Linked DNA regions of Sus scrofa: region 1 is linked to region 2. A link is a contact called in public Hi-C data. All regions are on one chromosome and are shown on one strand. The core of a region is the stretch at or near the end of the contact, and the rest is flanking DNA. Distances in the headings are between cores, read along the strand shown.

The links. Hi-C and Micro-C count contacts between places; a contact is called where the count stands out from the background.
Region 1: a Hi-C map of embryonic fibroblasts shows a contact between it and region 2, with 2.3 times the contacts expected there. The contact joins two enhancer-like sites. A contact is called at or near these places in 1 of 47 Hi-C or Micro-C datasets (embryonic fibroblasts) and 1 of 2 datasets of contacts at active chromatin or transcription factors (alveolar macrophages).

What each region holds. Positions count from the first base shown.
Region 1 is chr1:98,644,509-98,650,778 of Sscrofa11.1, reverse strand. All of the region lies in intron 16 of DYM (dymeclin), which reads left to right. Among named protein-coding and RNA genes, the nearest start is that of SMAD7, 110 kb to the right of the region's middle. Within about 2 kb of position 3,603, at least 5 of the 83 cell types and tissues checked have an H3K27ac peak or open chromatin away from gene starts, as enhancers often do. A contact at or near this core is called in embryonic fibroblasts, where this site is marked.
Region 2 is chr1:98,393,101-98,399,700 of Sscrofa11.1, reverse strand. The region is part of intron 9 of CTIF (CBP80/20-dependent translation initiation factor); the gene reads right to left. Among named protein-coding and RNA genes, the nearest start is that of SMAD7, 150 kb to the left of the region's middle. Within about 2 kb of position 3,615, at least 9 of the 83 cell types and tissues checked have an H3K27ac peak or open chromatin away from gene starts, as enhancers often do. A contact at or near this core is called in embryonic fibroblasts, where this site is marked.

The DNA.
Region 1 (6,270 bases), core at 2,354-4,853, 250 kb before region 2:
GCCATGTCAGTGCTTGCTGGCGTTTCTAATGCTATCTATATAATCTTTAGGTAGAAGAGGAAAAACGCCATTGAACTTTTGTGGTAATATAGTTATTGCAGTTGAGCCCTACATCTGTTTGCTGAACTTCCTGTGGGTTTTCACCAGATCACATGGCTGACAGCAGAGACAGTCTTTAAAGCTTTTGGTCTGCTTGTTATACCCGAGTCTCAACCACCAAATCAGACCTTTGCTTTGTCTCTGGGCCGGGCGTCCGGATGTCCCACTGTGGTGGGTTGATTCACTGGAGCTGATAAAAACATTCCGGCCAAATTCGAGCGTCTAGCATTACCTCTGGCTCCAAAAATCAAAACAACAAGATTGTTGTAAGTAGCTTTGGATTGAGACCAAGCTCCAGGCTTGAGAGATGGGTTTTTCCCTCCTCATTGAGCTGAGTCACAAGACAACTGTCTTGGAAAGAGAGGGGCGGAAACCTGCCCCCTGCTGGCCCCTTCCAGATGCAGTCTGTGGAAACAAAGCCGCCATCCCCCCTGAGCTCTTCCTCCACCTGCCCAGAGCTTTAGTGGTCCTCAGGTGCATCCACCCAGCTGTCACTGGCTGGAGCCCACAAGGGGACCGAGGAGGCGGGAGAGAAGATGGGGTAGAAAGGTGAGGACCCAGGAATGCCCTGTGGCCTGGGCATCACTGGCCAAGTCAGGAGTGAAGGTGCTTGAGCGAGGAGGCTGGACTTGGCTGAGCCATCACAGGATGCATTATCGCTCCCCACAGGCTTGAAAAGAACATAAAGGGAAGAGTGACTCTTTCTAGGTTGCTGATCTGACATTTAGAATATGACATTTTTTGGACTGAATCCTGACAAAATGTGTCCCCAGTGTCCAGTGCTAAATAAAACCTTTTGGGAGTTCCCATTGTGGCTTAGCAGAAACAAATCTGACTAGCATCCATGAGCCCGCAGGTTGGATCCCTGGCCTTGCTCATTGGGTTAAGGATCTGGTGTTGCCGTGAGCTGTGGTGAAGGTCACAGACAAGGCTCGGATCCCATGTTGCTGTGGCTGTGGTGTAGGCTGGCAGCTACAGCTCCGATCTAACCCCTAGCCTGAGAACCTCCATGTGCTTCAGGTGTGGCCCTAAAAAGGCCAAAAAAAAACCCTTTTGTCTTTCTTTTCCTTAGCTCTCAGACTTCTAAGAGTATTAGAGGAACACATATTTTTTATTTTTCTTTTTAAAAGAAATGCATATTTCTTTTTCTTTTCTTTTCTTTTCTTTTTTTTTTTTTTTTTTTTTTTTTTGGCTGTACCTGTAACATGCAGAAGTTCCTGAGCCAGGGGTTGAACCCTTTCACCGCAGCAGTGACAACGCCAGATCCTTAACCTACTGAGCCACAGGGGAACTCCAAGAATGTCTGTTTCACTCTAAACCCGGGTGGGTTCTCTCTCTGGCTAAATAGCTCCCTGTTCAGGGGGTGCCATATTCAATGCAGCTTGGACACAGGTAGTCACACCAAGAGGCTGCATACACATTCAGTCTGGTTCACTGACTAGTGTTTGCAAAGCCCTCTTATGACTTATGCCTCTTAGTCACCTTTTTAAAACGTTCCCAGTACACTGTCTTAAAAACAACTCATTGCAGGAAAGAGGAGGCTCTCTACTTTGTGCTTTGTTATATTGGCTTGGTTAATAGCCAGTCCTCAGCCACTCCAGCCCCCATCCAGCCACACCCCAGGCTGCTCGTTGGAGGTTGTTGAACACGCCCCAGAATCATGCAGGGAGATTGTGACGCTGATGTCAAACACGGCTTAGAAGTGGCCCTTCTGTCAACACCACCGCAGCCCCATAAGCTTTCCTCGGGGCCGATCCCCACTTCGAGTCGAGTCCCGCCACAGGACTATACGCAGATATGAAGCTATGAGTTTCTTAATGTAACTCACTATTCAACAAATGATGACTCTATAGCTTTTTAGAACCTACCTTTTTTCAGTGACAGAACTTTATTCTTTAAAAATGCTAATGAAGGAGTTCCTGTTGTGGCTCAATAGGTTAAGAACCCGACATAGTATACATGAGGATGCGGTTTGATGCCTGGTCTCAATCAGTGGGTTAAGGATCTGGGGTTGCCATGAGCTCCGGCGTAGGTCAAAGATGTGGCTCAGATCCAGCGTGGCTGTGGCTGTGGCTGTGGCGTAGGCCGGCAGCTGCAACTTCAGTTTGATCCCTAGACTGGGAACTTCCATGTGCTACAGGTGCAGCCATTAAAAAAAGAAAGGAAAAAAAAAAAGTGCTAATGAAGATGAGTCTGTCCCTTTTAGGCCATTTGTCAGCACTTGTTCCTAGGTTTTCACGTGGGGAGGCTCAGGTTCTTTATGTTTCTGTTATAATAACAGGAAACAGTGTTGCCAAGTAGAAAGTGTCTAGTTGGGTGGAATAAGAGAAATAGGTTAGGACCAGGCCAGGGATGGTATTTCTAGTCTTTGGATTTGATTGCTGAAAGTGCTAAAATAAGAGCATACCTTATTACATTTGCAGATCACTTTAATGTCAGTATTAACAGCCAACATTTATTGAGCTGTTAATAAATAGTTTTTGGGTCAGGTTCTTTAGAAGGCACTTTTACATGGCTCATCTCATTTGATTGTCACAACCCTGTGAAATAGAATTCAAAATCTGTTAAATTCAGAATCTCAGCATAGAGTAAACTCATCTTTTGAGAGCTTTGGTCTGAGTGATGGTACAAGATTTGTCTCAAGTCACCCAGCTAATAAGGACTGAACTTACAGCTCGTAAATGCTGTGATTATATTCATAGGTCTGTTCTTAGTACTGTGCTTGCTACACAGTAGGCCCTCAGTAAGTATTTAATGAATGAATGAATCAGTGAATTGATGAATGAATGCATGGAAAGAGGTGCGTGTAGAACTCCAGTCATCTGTCTGCCTTTCAGGTGCTTTTTCTTGTTACTCAAAGATTAACGAGTAACTAGAGTAACTGTATGTCAAGTGTTTGAACATGCCTGCCATATAATAGGCAGTCAGTTCTGTTAGCTATAAATGTTAGCTGGAATCTCAGAGTTAAGTTTTTGCAAAGAACTTCTACTGATCAACTTGAAAAACGTCATAATGAAATACACATATGCTATTGTCAGGTAAAGTTGATATTATACTGTTTGTATGTTCTATTATATACCATATCTGGATAAAGTTGATACTATATTAAATACTATTTGTATGTACTATTAGATACTATGTCTGAATATTCTTGCCACCCTGATAGTCACCCTACATTGAGATTCGTTTATTGTACTTACTCCAGAGTGAGATTGGTTATTGTTTTCACGTAAACTTGAGCCAAAATGAAAACAAGGCCTTTTCAGCTCCATTTTTCCCAGGTGGTGGAAAGGATGGATGGTCACGGGGGTGGCCGGGTGCTTTTCTCCTGGTGGCCTTTTCCTAGATCCGCCTGTGCATGATCTAAAGGCAGCCTTTGACTCATTACTCTTCCTAACTGGAGAGTCATCAGAATTTCCCCAAAACCATGAGGGCGGGGAAGACTTAGCGCTGGCACAGACATGTGGTGCCACCCCACTGAGCGGCTCCTGCCCAAGCTGCTTTTAATTCTGCTGGAAGGAATTCTTAGGAAAGCAGTTTGCTCCTTTTCTTTCCCATTCCACCCTCCCTGGAGCTACAGGAAGCAGGCTCAGTTAAGTTGCCTCACAGCCTTTCCTAAGGCCTGCCTTCGTAGGAAAGCCCCTAAACATGTCACTCGGTAGAGAAAAGGCTCATCTTTTAGTCATTTTTCTCTTACAACAAGAAGTGCATCTTATTGGCTACATTACCACTTAGAAATGTAGGATGTTGTTACTCCAGCGGAAAGAGGCAGTGCAGGGGGGTGGTGGGAGGAGGGGTCTGGCCTTTTCTAACCACCACCTCTGTGCCCCCAGCCCCCTCACTCCTCTCCGAGACAGGGTGAGAGGTTTTCTGAAGTTGAGGCCATTCCAAGAACCAAGACTTCCATCTTCGTTATTAGGGGGTAAAATTCTTTTCGTCTTCAAACGCGGTCCCTCATCAGTTGACATCATTGTGGGTTTGGTAATTTTTCAAGGACCCAGTAGGGTGCTGGGTTCTGTCCACACAATGAAAGAGCATAGAACAAACCCCAAAGGGCTCCTCGGAGCCTAGGAGAATTAGATTTTAGGACAAAGCGCTGGGGTGGTTACAACAATGGCGTCTTTCCAAACTGACTTTCCCACCCAGTCAGACCCAGACGTCAATCCTGACTCCACCCCACAGACTGTATGACTAGAACCAGCACTTAGCTGCTCCAGGCCCCACTTCACCTTCTGTCAGTGATATTGGCCACATCAGCCTCGGCAGGACACCATAATAACTGACCATGATGTGCGTGGGGACCTTCCAGACCAACCTGGAAGCTGCTTGCCACACCTTCTTGCTACAAATGCATGGAAAAAGAAAGTTACTGTGTTGGTGCCTGTCAGACCCCTGATTCCATGGCGAAGACATTGCCACCTCTGAGAACTCTGTCCCCATACCTGAGAACCTCATTCCAGGCCGAAAGCAGCACAGAGCACATGAGAAGGCTCATCAAGGATGCCCCAGGCCCCCAGAGACCACCCAGCTGCTGAGCGGTTGTGGTGCACCCACGCGGGCTTCGAGAGGACTTAGTGAATAGATGGCAAGGGAGTGGAATGCCAGTCAGATCACTGAGTGCCAGAAATAGGGCCATGTCCCTTAGCTGATCACTGTCAGTCAGACTGACCCCACAAGCCCAGTAGGAAGAGTCATCCTCCCCTCCACACTGTTGTCAGCGTTGCCATCAGCGCACACAGACACACTTAGCCTATGCCGACAATAATGAAGAACTGAGTCAACACACTGAGGGTCTGAAAAGGCTTGGGTTTTCACTAAATCTGAGTGGTTCTGCAAAGTATGGAGCAGATAGAGTATGAAGGAGGATATCGGGGTAGGTAACTTATGCTAGAGGTCGGCCCACCTGTAAAACTCCTTGCTGGAGTTCCCGTTGTGGCTCAGTGGTTAACGAATCCGACTAGGAACCATGAGGTTGCGGGTTTGGTCCCTGGCCTTGCTCAGTGGGTTAACGATCCGCTGCCATGAGTTGTGGTGTAGGTCGCAGACGCGGCTTGGATCTCATGTTGCTGTGGCTCTGGCGTAGGCCAGCCACTACAGCTCAGATTCGACCCCTAGCCTGGGAATCTCCATATGCCATGGGAGCGGCTCAAGAAAAGACAAAAAGACAAAAAGACCAAAAAAAAAAACAACTCCTTGCTGTATATTCTGTATCTACTGATGCCCTGGGAGCGTGGAATAGAGTTGGTTTTCATTAAAGTCGTAATAAATGGGGACTGTGCTGTCTGTGGTATGTTGAAGTAACATCCATGACCAGAGGAGCCTCCTTTTTCATGAATCCCTGTACCTTTTTCAGGATTTAACTCAAAACTCACCTTGCCGCAAAGCATTTCCTGCTCAACTCAGCCCCCACTCATCATTCTCGAACTCTCAGGATCCAGCACTTAAATGTTCAGTCTTAATCATTACGAATGTTGTTTTGTTTTTTGGTTTGGGGTTTGTTTTTTTAAGTATAGGTGATGTACAGTGTCCTGTCAATTATTGCTGTACAGCAAAGTGACTCAGTTACACATATACGTACATTCTTTTTCTCACATTATCCTCCATCATGTTCCATCACGTGACTACATATACCTCCCTGTGCTGTACAGCAGAATGTCACTGCTTATCCACTCTGAATGCAATAGTGTGAACTACCAACCCCCAACGCCCAGGGCATCCCAGTCCCTCCCCCTCCCCCATGGCAACCATAAGTCTGTTCTCCATGTCCGTGAGTTTGGGGTTTTTTTCTGTAGATAAGCAGATGTTGTTTTAAGAACCTTTAAACCTGTGTGTGTATGTAGCTCCCCTACTCCCTCCACCACCACCCTCCTTTCTGTTTAAAATCTTTTAAATCCACCCAACTAGTGTCCTTTTAGCTCCGGCCTGTTTGCTCCTCACCTGGCCCAGGCCCCACCCCTGCTGGGTGCCCCCCAGTTCTCCCCTCTGTGATCCAGTCCCTGCTCAGAGCCAGTCCCATCGGGCCCCTTTCTGAGACCTTTCGGATGCTTCTGGGACCTTCGCGCAGCGAGCTGGATTCTTCCTGCAGCTCCGTCCTCCACTGTGGGCCCTGCTCACCGGGACTTACTCTGCCCCCCAGTGTAAAGCACCTCATGCCTTCCTTCCGTACTGCTC
Region 2 (6,600 bases), core at 2,366-4,865:
AGGGGTATACCACCAGGCTGCACACTCACAGCTGGCCATCGTGGCCACACAGTGGTCACAGCTGCCAGGCTTGGCTCAGTCAGTCCTGCTGGGCTCTGAGGGCTGGTCCTGGGGATTCAGCTGACCTCAACTCTGGAACAGTGGGACTCTGACCTACAGGTCACTCTGGCTGGGGCAATAGTCTGTGCCGGTCCCTTTCCTTGTCTGAAGAAGGCGACTCAGAGGGCAGGGTGAGCATAGGGCTGCAGCCGCCATCCACTCTGGGATTGGTTGCTTGCCCTGGGTTCTGATGTCCACTGGGCCCTGCCTTTGGGTATGTCCTTTCCCTTCTCACTGCAGGCAGGACCTTTCCCTGAGTAGCCTAGACCTCCCCAGGCCATGGCTCAGACACCCAATCATGTGATGCCAAAGTGGTTATTCCACTGCTTCTACTCTACTCTGCTCCCAGACACCCAGACACTTTAGATTTCATTCTTGGCTGCAAGTGACAGAAACCCTCTCAAACTAGCTTAAGCACATAGGGCTTGAACTGGTTTATGTGGTAGGGATGGAAGGGGCTGGTCCCCAAGAACATAGCCAGTCCACAGGGCTCAAAGAATGCCACAGCTGGTCCTGCCTGCCCATGCTTCTGCCTGTCTCGGCTTTGTGCATGTTGACCACTTTCTCTCCTGTCAGGGTCTCCCTTTGTGATGACAAAAAATGGCTGTCATAGCTCCCAGTCTCTTACCATGATGGCTTGTGAGCCAAAGGAAGACAGACATCCTCCCTCCCGTGTCCAACCTGCAAATTTCAGGGAAGGATTCTGATTGGCCCTGCTCATCAGATGACCATCCCTCAGACCCAATCACTGTGGACAAGGAGACAGGGTTCCTTGATTTGCCAGATCCAAGTCACGTGGCCAATTCTGTGGTGGGGTAAAGTGGGGCCCTGTGACAGATCCCCAGACCACAGACAGAGACAATAGCAGCCCACTGCAAACACAGACCCATCAGTGTGGCTTTCATAAGTGCCTGAAACTCTCCTGAGCATCATATCAAATTCCCCACGTGCTGGCATTGACTGCTGCCCTCTAAGTCCTACCCAAAGGAATAGAGAGTGACATTATTGGGATAATATTGAATTAGCTCCAATAAACAGACATGTACATCATGCCCCAAATGCTGGCCCTTTGTCGTTATTAATAAACAAAGCCCTGGAGACATTCTCTGTGACTGATGGACACTGAGGCTGAGAAAGTGCTCTTCCGGGCACATGGCTCCAGGTAAAGGGAATACGCTGTGGCTGGGAACAGCCATCAGCCACTCCCAGTGGAATCTAGAACATTCTGGAGACACTTTCCAAGCTTCCCAAGGTGTGAGCAAAATCTAGGTTGGCAAAATTAGGTCAGGTAGGCTCAGCTCTGCTGATCTGTAGGTGGTGGAGCGGGGAGAATAGGGGAGCGGCGCTGGGGTGCAGTGGAGAAAGAAGCTGAGAAGTTGGGCTGATTCAGTGGGAATTCTGTCTTGCACTTATGCAGGCACGAAGCCTCATTCTCAGGCAAGGGGGAGCCAGCACCTGCTGTGGCTGTGGCCTTGAAAAGCCCTCAGAAGAGGCTGGAAGTTTGAGCTGGATTGCTTGACAGGAATACCGGTGAATGAGCAGGAATTCCTGCAAGCAGGCTGTCACAGGATTCACTCAGCCTCAAGAAGACACCTCCAGGTACCACTCGCCAAGTGCAGGTTTGTCCGAAAACCTAGGGCAGCCCTCACTAACCAGACCTTCTGCAGGGCTGGGCCCTGGCCTTATCTGCTGCCTGCCTGATTGTGCCATAGTAGTACCACCATACATTGACATAACAATCATCTTTCCCAAGCACTTCCCACAGATATTCCTGGCTCTGCCCCATACAACATCTCATGCTGGAGGACGAGGTCCTGGGATTGACCATCTTTTCCAGGCTGGTAGGGCTGGAACCCAGGTCTCTAATTCTGCTTCTGCTGTTTTCTCCCCCACAGGCATCCTGTTTGAAAAGGCCCTCTTGGAAGTTCCTATTGTAGCTTGCAGGTTACAAACCCGACTAGTATCCATGAGGATGTGGGTTTGATCGCTGGCCTCACTCAGTGGGTTAAGGACCTGGCGTTGTCGTGTAGGTCATAGACGCGGCTCAGATCTGGCATTGCTGTGGCTGTGGTGTAGGCCTGCAGCTGCAGCTTTGATTGAACCCCTAGCCTGGGAACTTCCATATGCCGCGGGTGCAGCTCTAAAGAGTAAGGAAAGGCCTTTTTTTTATATACCAGAGCAGTCTGCCTTTGCCCTGAACTGTCCTGCAGGTACCCCCAGAAAAGAGGGCTCAGCCATCAGTTCTGTAGAATTGGGATTCCTCCCTGCCTGGCTGCAGTCCTGCTCAGAGAGTGGCCATGGGCTTGGAGGCAGGTATCCATCAGGGGCTGGCCCCAGCCCAGGCAGGTTTCATCCATCACACCAAGCTCTCTTTAGCGAGTGAGGTGGGCATTCTCACCATGGCCTCAGCTCAAGGAGCAAGCCAGCTGCCAAATAAAGGAGGCGATGAGTCTGAGTGGGGCCAGGGACCCTGTGACTATCAGGCCAATCTGTGAAAAATCAGTGTCCTCATCTGTAAAGTAGAAAGAGACTCTCTGACCTGCACAGGGTCGATGAGGTGATGGTGTGATGAAATGTGAAAACCCCTGGGAAAAACTGAGAGCCCCCAAAATAGAAAAGAGCCGCTATGCCCCATAGCCCTGCAATTTGAGAAACAAGGCACATGGTGGACCGGTGTCTTGTCCATGATTTTCTGTGGGAGAGAAGTGGGAGCTGAGGCCCAGCTTATCCAGCTTGCTGGAGATTCCTGGAGTCTGCTCTCAGAGTTTCTTGCCTGGACCAGGTTTTACCAGGAGGGTCAGGTCACCTCCTTCAGGCAGAAACGATGTTCAGGATCCCAACTGTTTGGTGCCAGGCCCACAGGCCATGCTCTGGAAGCAATTGGAAACTGAAGACTTGTGAAATCCTACTTTCAATGAGCAGCCACATTACTTCTGAAACTGTCTGGAAGGCTAGCGATAAAAATAGCTGATTACACAGGCGTTATTCAACTATTTATAGAATTTGAGAAAACCCCTTGAAGTGCTCACGAAAAGATTTGGCCTATAATGGGGATTCCAGAATGACTCAGCCTAAAGCCCAAATCCACCCGCAACTTTGAACTTTGACACAGCTGAAGTTTTCAAAAGTCACATTAACATTTACAGAGCAGTATCCCTCAGGGAAGCAGTAATGGGGGCACACACAGCTTTTATCAAGCTGTCTCCCAAAATGTTTGTGGGAAGACAAGTTAAGCAACAGTGGGAAGTGGGGCACTCGGAAAGAAGGACTCGAGGTCCAGTGGGCTCGGGAAGGTCAAAATTTGCAGCTGTGCAATGGGGATCCTGGCTCCTGCTCTGCCTTTGGAAACCACGGGGCTATGGATGTGGAAGCAATTGTCATGCCTGTTATTTTCAGCAAAGATGCAGAAGGAAGCTGTTCGCACCAGGCTCCATCTAAACGAGCCTGGCTATTGCAACATGCCATTCCCTTTGGTTCTACCCATCTGGACTTGATGTCGGCTCTGAGCCCAGCGCTGCAGGGGTGGGGGTGGCCCTAAAGGAAGCGCTCAGGCCCTCTCAGTGAGCCGTGAGCTCCAGGCCACAGACCAGATGGGCCCCCGTGTTGTTCCAAGGAGCCTCGGGCCAACCGTGGTGGGGGGGGGGCGATGATGGGCAGGAGGGTAGGCAGACTCCAAGCCCCTCTGCTGGATCTGTTTTACATGGTGGAGGAGGTGCCTGAAGTCGAGTTTGGAAAAAATAACTGCTGCTAAAAATGTTTGAAAACCACTGGTGTATCAAGAGTCCGCACAATGGGCTCGAAGGCCAGACAGGCCTGGATGATTGGACTCCCACCCAGCCCTGGGACCTGGGCAAGCCCCAAGACCTCCCAGAGTCTCCCATTCCCCATGTGGGCAAGGATAACAGGGCTAGACATAACAAGGATGGAAAGTGACTGGCTGAGGAGAAGCTCCTTCTCGCTTCCTTGGCCTTCCCCACTTGGGGCCCAAGGACCTCCATGGCAGGTGTGACCTGTCTGCCTTTTCACCCCTTGGCCACCTTGTAAAGGGAAGTTTCTTAGGGAAAAGGTGGATGCTAAGATGGGAGGCGCATCCTGCCCTTATTTGGGTTTCCATGTATATTAAGATGGATGGAAGAAAGGAAAGATTCTTTATCCACAGGGGATCCAACATGACCCAAGAGAGAAGAGAGAACCTGGAGATCAGAAAGGGGTGGGTTATCCTTACTAAGAAATGATCTAGTGGGAAGACCAGAAGACCTGCTGTTTGGGGGCTATGTGACTTTGGGAAAGTCATTCACCTCCTTTGGCCTCAGTTTGGTATCCCACAAAATGAAGCGGAGTATACTTGTCCCATCAGGCCCATGCATAGTGGTGAAGACAATAAGGCGATGGCTAGAAAATCACATGGTGTGACATAGAGCACAGACTTGTGGTTGCCAAGGGAGATGGGGGAGAGAGGGGGAGGGGCTGGGAGCTTGGTATTAGTAGATGCAAACTATTGCACTTAGAATGGATAAGCAATGAGGTCCTACTGCACAGCACAGGGAACCTTATCCAATCTCTTGGGATAGAACACGAGGGAAGATACTATAGGAAAGGGAATCTATCTATCTGTCTGAGTGGGTCACTTTTTTGTACAGCAGAACTTGACACGACATTGTAAATCAACTATAATTTTTAAGAATCATTAAAAAATTAAAATGAAATCAGCTGGCGAGCTGAGCATGGTTTACAATACAGTATGGCGGGTCTTGATGAATGGAGACCATCCCTTGCTCATTAGCCCCTTAAAGTTCAGCTCGATCTTGACCTGGCACAATGTAAATGGCTCAACAGACTCTTCCTGAACTGATTCTTGTGATCAAAGGCTGCCGACTGGCACCGGTCACTTTCCCTGCCTGTGGTCTTGCTGACCAGGCACCTCCTGTTGAGCAAGATACTGGGTGGTGGAGGAGAAGCCATCTGCTAGAGCAGACTTGCCTAATCTCGGCACTCTGGAGATTTGGGGCCAAATTATTTGGGCGGGGGTCGGGGGGGCACTATCCTGTGCATGGTAGGTCCCTATCCACTCAATGCCAGTCAGAGCCCCCACCACCCTCACCCCTAGTTGTAGAAGCCAAAAATATCTCCAGGCATTTCCGAATGTCTGCCAAGGGCAAAATCACCCCCAGCTGACGGCCACTGCCTGGAGCGAGACTGTGCACACTCCCGCCCCCACCAGGGCATCTTCTTAGGACCCAGCAAGATGATGTGGAAGTTCTCGAGTAACACTGGGAAGCAACGCAGTGCAGGGCTCTGTCTACTGTAAGGCCTAGGAGGGCGCACCCCTGCAACTGTCTAGAAACTTCCCAGGGGCTGTATACAACGCACACCTGCACGCCGAGCAGGCTGCAGATGGAGCTGGTGCTAACTCAGCACTCAACCATAGCGGCGCATATAACTTGCCCCGGCATCTAGTCCGCAGACTCTGGTCATTTCCCCTCTTGATACAGAACAATGGTTTAAAATAAAAAAGCAGAAGCCCTTATGTGTGATGATTCAAAACCCCAAGAGGGTAAAAATAAAGCTGGGCTCTGACACTGACAGCTTGGGTTGTGATGTTAGCCCTGCGAGCAAATGATCTTTCATCAGTTGGACTGTATTTTTAAATGTGAACAGTTTATCACGCTTAACACTGCTTATTTGGGGGTGCCTTGGACAACAGATAATTCAACTGCATTTACCAGATGACACTGACAAATACTTCCCACGCCCGTGTCCCCAGATAAAAATAACGCCAGCTTGCTCACAGGTTTGCGGAAAAAAAGGGCAGGAAGCTGGAGGTACCAATCGTGTCTGGCACATCCTCCCCACCCCCGCACTGGCCCCTGGTGGTGCTGGCTCTGCTGCTGGAGGAGGAAGTGTTACCCAGGTGACACATGATGTTCTAACTGTGTGAGACAATGGGGAGGCCTGGAGTGGTATCCCTTCAGGAGCCCCAGGCTCTGCCCATCACAGAAGGCTCTGCTTCCTTAGCAAGCATCCAAGGAGAATGAAGAGAGCACTGTGAGAGCTTGGACAGTCACCCAGCCTTGCTGAGCCCAATCTAGAGAATGGGTTCATACAACATTTCCTACCACCTGTTATGGATATGGCGAGATCCAAATGCCTGACTCCTGTAGCACGGGGTAGATGAAGGCTGCAGGCCTAGAAGCACAGGCCTCTGTGGAGTGACCCCAAAGGCACAACTTTCTTTGCCTTAGAGCATTTCCCTTGTAACCAGCAGGCACAGCGCCTGAAGGCACCCCAAAGTACAGCACCTATCTTTTCTTTTTAGGGCCTCACCTGTGGCATATGGAAGTTCCCAGACTAGGGGTTGAATCGGAGCTGCAGCTGCAGGCTACACCACAGCCGCAGCGAGGCCAGATCTGAGCCACATCTGCAACCTACACTGAAGCTTGTGGCAACACTAGATCCTTAACCCACTAGGCCAGGGATCGAACCCCCATCCTCATGGATACC